Linked DNA regions of Zea mays: all the other regions are linked to region 1. Evidence: chromatin contacts called from public Hi-C data. All regions are on one chromosome and are shown on one strand. The core of a region is the stretch at or near the end of the contact, and the rest is flanking DNA. Distances in the headings are between cores, read along the strand shown.

The links. A called contact is a pair of places that touch in the nucleus more often than the background predicts.
Region 2: a Hi-C map of tassel shows a contact between it and region 1, with 2.4 times the contacts expected there. The contact joins the promoter of LOC100273282 here to the promoter of LOC100280692 in region 1. A contact is called at or near these places in 2 of 25 Hi-C or Micro-C datasets (ear and tassel).
Region 3: a contact with region 1 is called in a Hi-C map of tassel, with 4 times the contacts expected there. The contact joins the promoter of LOC103627480 here to the promoter of LOC100280692 in region 1. A contact is called at or near these places in 2 of 25 Hi-C or Micro-C datasets (ear and tassel).

The regions. Positions count from the first base shown.
Region 1 is chr5:194,362,489-194,365,506 of Zm-B73-REFERENCE-NAM-5.0, forward strand. LOC100280692 reads right to left here and starts at 1,420. Exons shown (of 10, transcript NM_001153611.1): 1 at 1,105-1,420; 2 at 959-1,027; 3 at 737-833. The coding sequence starts at 1,320.
Region 2 is chr5:193,978,057-193,981,074 of Zm-B73-REFERENCE-NAM-5.0, forward strand. LOC100273282 reads right to left here and starts at 1,545. Exons shown (of 3, transcript NM_001147723.1): 1 at 999-1,545. The coding sequence starts at 1,436.
Region 3 is chr5:194,001,953-194,004,970 of Zm-B73-REFERENCE-NAM-5.0, forward strand. It overlaps LOC103627480 (RING-H2 finger protein ATL79), which reads right to left and starts at 1,416. Exons shown (of 1, transcript XM_020537769.3): 1 at 400-1,416. The coding sequence starts at 1,205. The coding sequence ends at 672.

The DNA.
Region 1 (3,018 bases), core at 170-2,669:
CATCAGCCAGCTTGGTTGTCACGATATCACCGGCTGTTTACGCTAGCTCTGCACCGTACCAATGAGTGACTACACGTACTAGCTAGCCTTTGGACCTTGAGTTGGACTTTTCGTTAAGTTCTCGGGCAATTCATGCTGTGCAACAGTGCAAGGGCAACTAGTAGCAATTAATGGGTTGTCAGCAATAGAATCAATATAAACGTCTCTTCATTTGCATTTTGGAAAGAGATGTTTAAAACACACATCTAAATTGTTAATGGAGTAGTAACCATCAGTCGTACCACGTAAAACATATACCTATGAACGTGCATAATTAAAATTCGTATGATCTCTGACTGCTATATCATTTTGAGCAGACATTGAAACGTCTCAGTCATCGATACTAAATGACACTTAAATAGGAGAAACATACTAGTACATATTATGCAGGTATTTTTCTTCTAGCTAGCTAGATTAATTGCGGTTTACTGTTCTGAGTCAGACCATCAGCGTCGTCTCTCTCCCAGTTTCCAGAGAGAGTATAGATAGGTTCGCTATCAGGTGCCGGCCGGTGCACAGTAGGATAAAATCGAGAAATGCTACTAGCTAGACTCAAATTCTCATCGTATGTATTTCTAAATTATTTGTTTTCTTAAGCTGTGCTGTGCATCAGGAATAATTTGCAGCGGGCTAGCTTGGCCACTGTTCGATGTTGGAAAAGAGTAGTAGAAGCAAAGAGATCGTCGTCGGGCCTCACCTATTGGGAGGTTCCAGCATGAGAAGACGAGCACGACCCCGAGCGGCTCTGGCACCACCAGCGCGGTCGCCGGGAAGGCAACGAGCGGCGTGTGAGCCTGTAGACGCAAGTAGTGTTAAGCCATGGCGAAATGCATGTCCATCTCCCTACTTGCAGGCACAAGCTCCTGCGTCTTAGCTAGCCAGAGCGAGCGAGCGAGAGAGAGAGAGAGAGAGTGCTTGCCTTCTCCGGAGCCGCCCAGTTCTTGAGGTTTTGCAGCTTGTCGACGACGGACTTCTTCAGAACCCCAACCTAAACACGAGCGAATGACCATAACACCAGAGGGCTCGTTTAACGCACAACTAACGCAGAGAAACCAACCAACCAACCTCGTCTCTGAAGGCCTCGCCGCGGTGCTTCCCCAGGTCCTCGTGGAGCACGTCGAAGATCTCCTCCTCCTTCTCCTCCAGGAGCCTGACGAGGCCCCTGAGCTGCGACTGCCGCCACTCCAGGCCCTGCGTCCTGCCGCTCTCGTACACCTCCCTCAGGTCGCCCACCAGGCCGCCGAAGCCCAGCTTGGCCTTCTCCTCCGGTACACTCCCCATGCCTCTCGAGTCTCGATCGAGCTTGCTGCTGGTCTCTATCTGCGTATGTACGTGCAGCAGTGTGTTGTGCTGTAACGTTGTAGTCTCGAGCCTGGGCTGTGGTTGCCGCCGGTGCACGCGAACACGTGCTATATAGTGCTCGGCGTGCCAGTGTGTGTGGCTGGGGACTTGGCAGCCGTACGTGGCTCGTTCATCAATGAATCCAGTTAGCCTGCAGGGGTCCCCCACGGCCGAGTGGTTCTACGTCACCGGGGCGACATGGGTACAGTTGGTGCTGTTGGGTTTTGTAGAGAGGCGCTGGTGCTGACTGCTGACAGATACAACCAGCGGCACTAATATAATGCATGGGACAGGTTTAGCAGTTTTAATATAAAAGTTAGTATAGTAGGCGTATATTTGAGCCGACAACGTTACAAAATTTGGACAGGTCTAGAATTCTAGAAACCGCTTTCTTTTCTTTAGAAGGCTAGAAATGTCGACTTGTTTAGGAGACCAGAAATCTCTCTAGACATTTTTTTTTTCCTGAGATGATCTTGACAAACAAACTACAAATAATAAAAATTTTTTTCAGTTCCCGAGGCCTGCCCAGACCCAAATAGGGTTTGTGCAAATGGGACATTTTTATGTCCTCGGCGGGCTACAGCTTCCCTTCCATTATGGCCCATCATCATTTGGGCGTCTTTGTCGGCCCAATCGCATTTTTTTTGCTGTCGCTTGTCATTTTTTGCCCACGTAAATACAAATAGGTACAATAAACAAATAAAATAAATATAAAGAAAAGAGAGTTGAACGGCGAACGCTATCAAATTACTGAAACTAGTGCTCGGAGGTCGGTTACTACTTGAAGGTTAACGGAAGGGGGAAAAACATTTCTTTTTTAAAAAAACGGAGAACCGGGGTATGGTGACAACATATCAACGTCAACTGTTCCTGTTCATACACTGATTTAAAATAAAATCACGAGAGTCACGCAGCATTGCCATTGCCCATTTCGACATCCCTGAAACTGTACTATAATTCTTTCTCCGGAATAAACAAACAAATAAAATAGAGCAAATAATGTCACACGCCATCCGCGGCCTCGCCAAACTGAACAGGTACGAGTGAGACTAGGCAAAATTGGCCATGTGCCGTTAACAGAGTCGGAGGCTTCCACGCTAGACCAGCCTGTCAGTGTGACCAGGCAAATCAAGCAGACTAGAAAGCATGAACACAGCAGCACCTAGTATTGGCGAGAGTTGCTCCCGCGATGAGATCTGATCTCACTCGCATGTGATTGGCGATGGAGCGAAGCGCTAAACGCTCACCAGCTTCCGCCGCCGTGGCCTGTACTCCCTCCGGTGCAGTAAAAGAAGTCATCCTGCGCGTGACCGAGCGTGCACAAAAAGAAGTTATAGTGCGCGTGGGTCTGAGATTTGGACGTTGTTGCCCCTAGTAATTGCACAAAAAAAGAAAGTCATCCTGCGCGTGACCGAGCGTGCACAAAAAGAAGTTATAGTGCGCGTGGGTCTGGGATTTGGACGCTGTTGCCCCTAGTAATTGCACAAAAAAAGATGCACTTAAGAGGAATCAAACTTGAGACCTCCAGTCTAGAATGCCTTGGAGCTGCTGCAGCAACCAATCAAGCCTGATTGTTTTGGTGACATTAATGCACCTATATTCCTATTTAATAGGAGCAAACATGGAAAACTTTATGAT
Region 2 (3,018 bases), core at 295-2,794, 380 kb before region 1:
GCTAAGTACTCAAACTATGCAAATGCATCGTGTCCATAGCTGTCTGTTTAGTTTAAGTTGTTCCTAAATAAAATGCATAAATAATAAACTTACTGGATTCAATTAATAGTTCACGATGGCTAAATATCTAAAAAAAATTATTGCAATAATTTAGTGGGGCTATCATCTACGCATGGTAAAACATTTGGAAAAGAAGAAATGACAAGATTTTCCATAATGAAGCACTGGGTAAGTGGGTATCCTTGAAATATCAAAACCAATTCCAAGAAGATAAGACAACAAAGGCTTATGCTGTTATAGTTCAGTTGTTAGACACCTAAATGCTGCTACAAGTTTAGCGCCGACTATCTTTGGCATAATGCAGTTTTGGCAACAGTAGTCAGCCTCAACTGTTTGTCTGTCGTTTCAGGACCTGTTCGGTTTGAGGGGGATTGGTGGGGATTGAGAGGGATTAAATCCCTTCCTACACAAAATTGAATAGGAGGGGATATCCCCTCCAATTCCCCATCAATCCACCCTACAGACCAAGCCCTCAGTGGGCTTGTGTTTCTTTAATTTCTAAAAGTAGCAGTGACTATTGAATCCTTATCTTCATCTAAATGAATCAGAAACCCCTGTCAACCTTTCCAGGTAAAGAAAAATACTGAAAAAATAGCTTCCAACAAAAAATGCCTGCCATTAAATTGAAGCTCCAATGGCTGAACACACTAACTAAATCTTAAGGTTCACAATTCCCAAAGAAGCTGAAAGAGATAACAGAATGAACAGTATGCCAGGTAGTTTAACACACGATATTTTTTATCCACGAGCCTTTATGATGAGGATAAAAAAACAGTCGTCCTTCGCTACTCAATGCACTATCATATAAACTGATAGAAGGTCTTACTAAGTAGTACGAAGTAGTTCAGATATGATACTTCTGCATAACCCTGTGTTTTCATCTGAGCACACAGACATCATCACCTAGTTTTAATATGGACGAAATGCAGTAAAATCACCTTATAACCAGACGGCAAGTTTGCATAGAGATCTCCCATGCGGATGCCATCTGCCCTCTTGAACGATCGATTAGTCTCTGTAGGTGACTCCTGCCTCCCTGCCTCCCCTCGCAGATATTTTGGCGAAGGTGGAGGAAACATGAAGGCCCTACTGGGTTCCGACAGGTTCTGATGGTGCTGGTGCATAGGGCCCCTGCCACCTCCCGCCTGCGGTATGCTCATTGGTGCAGTCTCGCCGCTAAACCGCGAGTGCAGATAGCCAAACATCGGCGGCGAGGGCGTGGGCGACGCGTAATGGGCCGGCGGAGGCGAGAATTTGGCCGGTTGCCTCATCGTGTGCGGCCAGGGCGCTGGCGACGCCCAGCTGTTGGGGCGCCGCGAGGGCTGCGGAGAGGGCGAGCCGGCGGCCTCCGTGAGCGAAGCTGGGAAGGCACGCATAGGCTCCGCCGCCGGGCTGCCGACGTAATCCGTGATGATCGCGGCGGACGCGAGGGAAGTGGCGTTGAAACTGAAGGCGGCGAGGCTGGGGAGGTACTGGACGGAGACGACGAGGCGGCCGAGCTGGGTCTCGACGGGGGCGAGGCGTTCGGTGCGCATGGTCGCCTCCTCGGCGCGGGAGAAGGGCGTCGAGAAGGAGCCGACGCGGTGGCCCATCTCGTAGTTGTACACCTGGCCAGACGCGCAGAGCGCGCGAAAGGCGCGGTACGCGGGCAGGAAGCGGAGCATGGCGTAGAGTGACCTGAGCAGCGTGATGCAGCGCTTGTACGCGCGGTTGACCGCCAGCCCCTCCCCCGCGGCGGCGGGCGAGGGCCAGGGCTCGCACGCCACGGTCCACCTCTCGAGCACCTCCTCTGGTCCGCCGCCCGATGGGGCCAGGTACACGTCCACCACGAGCGGCTCGGCGGGAGACGGCTCCGGCAGGTGCTCCGCCGCGGGCGGCAGGTGGAGCGGCAGGTGGAACCACCGGTCCCGCCTCCGGAACGCCGACGCTGCCGGGGGCGGGGGCGGGGGCGCGTGCGGGCGCGGCGACCGCGCGGCGAGGATGGCGTGCAGCACCTTGAGTAGGAACTGCGGCACCATCAGCTCCGCGCCGGCGCGGCCGCCGCTGCCCGCGCCCGCCGAGTCCGACAGGCTCGCCATTGCGGATCCCGAAACCGGTCCCTCAGCGCAGCGGCAGCGGCAGCGTCAGTAGTCAAACTGTTCCGGAACCCGCCGTTCTGCATGGCTGCATAAATCTGGCCGGCGCGGATGGCCGGGGATCGATCGAATTAGAATTGTGCGGGAAGGAGAAACGGATCTGTAATCAGACGACAGGGGGAGTTTAGCTTTGCGCAAGGTCTGGAATGATGGGAGCTGAGGATGGATTCCTCTTCTCCCCGGTTTTGAATCCGGCTAGCGAACGGGTCGCTGTTATAGTGCCGTCACGCCAGCACGAAATGTTATTGTCTTGGGCGTTCGAATGATTTGGTGTCTTGCAACGAGTGGCGAGGGATTTGAAGCTTCGCTGTCGCGGACCCAACAACCGCTGCCGATCGCGTCGCGGGTTTGCACGTGGTTTCTCCGATTTGAGAACGTTTCGATCTTGGGTGGGTGAATCGCAAAGGAGCTTCGATCCAATCTAAAAACGTTGGTCGCCGGAGGATGCGGATGCTGATCAGCGCCTGTGCACGTACTACTTTCGTTTGTGATCTTGGACGGGATGGGAGGAAGGATGCTTCAAGGGAGTGCACCATCTCTGAGAAGAAGAAAAAAAAAAAGGCATCGTCGATTCGCTCTTTATCCTCGGCTGCGATTGCTTGGCGTGTGAAGAATAGCAAGACGGCTGAAGTGCTTGCTTGTCTGTATATCAAATTGCAAAAGAGAGCCGTGTACAGTACAGTGCACAGTGTGCTAGCCTTGGACTTTTGGCAACTGCCATGGACTCCTACCTACCTGTTTTTTTTCGTTTAAGGCTAGTTTGGCAACCCCATTTTTCGTGGGATTTTCAATTTTCTAAGAGAGAATGAATTAATTTCTCTTT
Region 3 (3,018 bases), core at 166-2,665, 360 kb before region 1:
AGCGCCGCGCCCGATTCGAGCTGCTGCACCGAGGCCGGCCGCCGGACCACCTGCCCAAGCCTCTGTGGCCGACTCCACTGCGACACCACGCCGGACTCGATGCTTCATGCCGCGCGAGGACCCAACCAAACCAAGCCCGCGCGATGGTCGTAAAGCATGGCGCGGGTGGCCCGCTAATATTCCCGCAGGCCGCAGCGACCTCTACGCGGGCACACGACACGACTACTACTATAGTAGGCTATTCTCTGCTTTTGTCATCTTTCCATGCTTTTGTCGTCACGCTCCTGTCCCCAGGGAATCCGCAGCGGCTGCGGCATGGCATGCAGTGCAATGTTTGAGCACTGCAATGAGCAGCAGTCTAATCGGCGTGCATGCAGTCAATTCCTACGTGACCAAGGATTTCACTAGATGATGAAATGCAGACTTTTGCATGAATCATGATAGTGGAAGAGAAACGATCGAGCCGAACATGTTGTAATCCATGCGAACTACTACTAGCCCGCCCGCCAGGCCGCCACCATCCAATTTGCATTTTTTATACATACTACGCCCATAATAATAACTGAAACAAGCCCCTCCAACTGGGAATCATGGAGGACGGATCGGAGCAGAGCTTGCTCCAGAGCCTGTGGCACGGCACGGCAGTCGGCAGCAGCCATGGCTCGGCGTGGCTACGGCTCTCCCGCCCGCGACGGCGCGCGGCAGGTGGGGCAGGACGCTCGCGCCGCGAGCCAGCCCTCCACGCAGGCGCCGTGGAACCCGTGGCCGCACGCCGGGAGCACGCGGACGCGCTCGCCGCCTTCCAGCAGCTCGGACAGGCAGATGGCGCACTCCGCCTCCGCCCACACGCCCGCACCGGTGGCGCCGGCGCGCTCCGAGCCGGCGGCGGCGCTGGCGGCGGCGGCGCCGGAGGGGAGCTTGGGCTGCTGCCCCGGCGCCTGCGCCTCCTCCCGCGCGGCGCGGCGGCGCGCGAGGCAGCGGAGGAGGAAGCGCGCGGCGGCGTGGAGGGTGAAGGCGAGCAGGGAGACGCATGCCAGGATGATGAGGATGGTGGCTACGTTGGAGAAGAAGGCGCGGGAGCTGGCGTAGGGCCCCCACGCTCCCGCGCTGGCGGGAGGCGGCGGCCGCGGGGGAGACGGCGAGGAGGCGACCATTGTTGTTGTCGCCGCCGCTGCCGTGGAGGTGTGGTTGGTCCGGCGCGCCATGGCTGCCTGGAGCGCTCTGGTTGTGTGGAGGCAGAGGGCAAATGACGCCCGCGACAGCGATCGCGAGCGGCTGCCGTTGTCTCGGCTTGGAGAGTTGATCCTTTGGGTGTTTTTATCTTTCTTCAGCTGCCCTGCCCTACAAGTGTAGGAGCACTGTTCAATGAGAGCATGGCAGCCATGCTACTACATGCACGGCACGTGTAAAGTAAAGCATTGCCGCCGTGGCTGTGCCGGTGAGGAAAGCAGCATTGCTTTCAGAAATCAGAACACCGCGGCGTGCCATTTTACCTCCAAAATCCAAGTGTCGTCTGAGGCAGCAGCGCCGAATCGGCGATGACAAATTGGCAATCACTTGGGCGCGCAGGCTCACAAATTAAAACTGACTTGGAACGTTGTGTAACAGCAACAAAATCCTACCACTAGGATCATTCTCTATACAATCCTACTGTTTCATCACTTCCGTAAACCTAGCATAGCACACTGGCATTAGATAACTCTGGTCAATGTTTCGGCCTGCAGTCCTGCACCGAGAAGGTCCTATGGGCCAAACCCCATAGCTCTCCAACTTCTATAAAAGCAAGTAGGCCAAGTAGAAGAGAGAGAAGTAGTAGGACGTAGGGGGTGTTTGAATAAGGGTGTTTGAATACAATAAAGCTAACAGTTAGTGACTAAGGACCTGTTTCAATCTCAACAGATAAACTTTAGCAACTTTTTAGCTGTTTTTAGCCATTTGGCGATCTAAACAGGAGAGCTAATGGTGGTCTGATAAAATTTAGCACTCCTTATCTCATAAGCTGCTCAGAGAGTACTAAAAGTAGCTAAACGTGGGCCATCGAACCCTATTTTCTATCCATACCCTCTAATCTCATTCTTTCTCTCCGCATTAGGGACATGAGTGTCTATTTGTTCCAATATGCTAAACTTTATTAGAGTAGTCCAAACACCCCAATAAGCTAAACTTTAGCACTTCTATTCATATGGCTAAAATTTAGCAGGAAGCTAAAGTTTATCCCGTGAGATTGAAACGGGGCCTAAAATTAGTTGAGACATCAAAATATTCAAGCTAATAGTTTAGTTATTAGCTATTTTTTGTTAAATTAGTTAGTAGTTATTTGTTAGCTAGATAATTCCACTAACAATTTTTAGCCAATTAACTATTAGCTCTAATGTATTCGAACACCCCGTAGTAACCGTTTTAGATAATAAGTGAATCATGTATATATACGCGCACGATACACCTGTATGACTGTCGTAGAAGGTATGAAAACTCAGAATAATGGTATGAATATGTCAGAAAAAATAGTGACCATGTACTGGGTGATTAAGTGTTCTCTGTGCGTCGATGCAACGAATAAGCCATGTCCAAATTCTCTTGAGTTGGGACTGGAGAGCCGTCAGGCTGCAAAAGATCGATGAGTGTTTGAAAATCAAAGGTCCAACCTGCCATTGTGCAAGAAAGCAGGAGAGAGAGCGATGGAGTAAAATAAGCTCAAACCGACCTCCTTTATATAGGTGGACTAAGGATGAAACTAGATTTTTTTTTTTAAAAAAAAATTGGAGTTCAAATTATAAAAACGGCTAGTTTTAAATGGCCAGTACATATGGCGCTAATGTGGGGGCGATACCGCTGCTCACGTGCTCTAGTGGGGGTAATATCGTCCCCTATCATCGGACGATGGACAATGTGAGAGCCATCCCGCTCCCTTAAAATTTGTACCTATCACCCCGTGCCGGAGAGATATCGCCTGACCAGAGGGTGGTATCGGCCACTATTGGAACCAACCTTAATCTAAACATGAGCTAAAGGGCACTT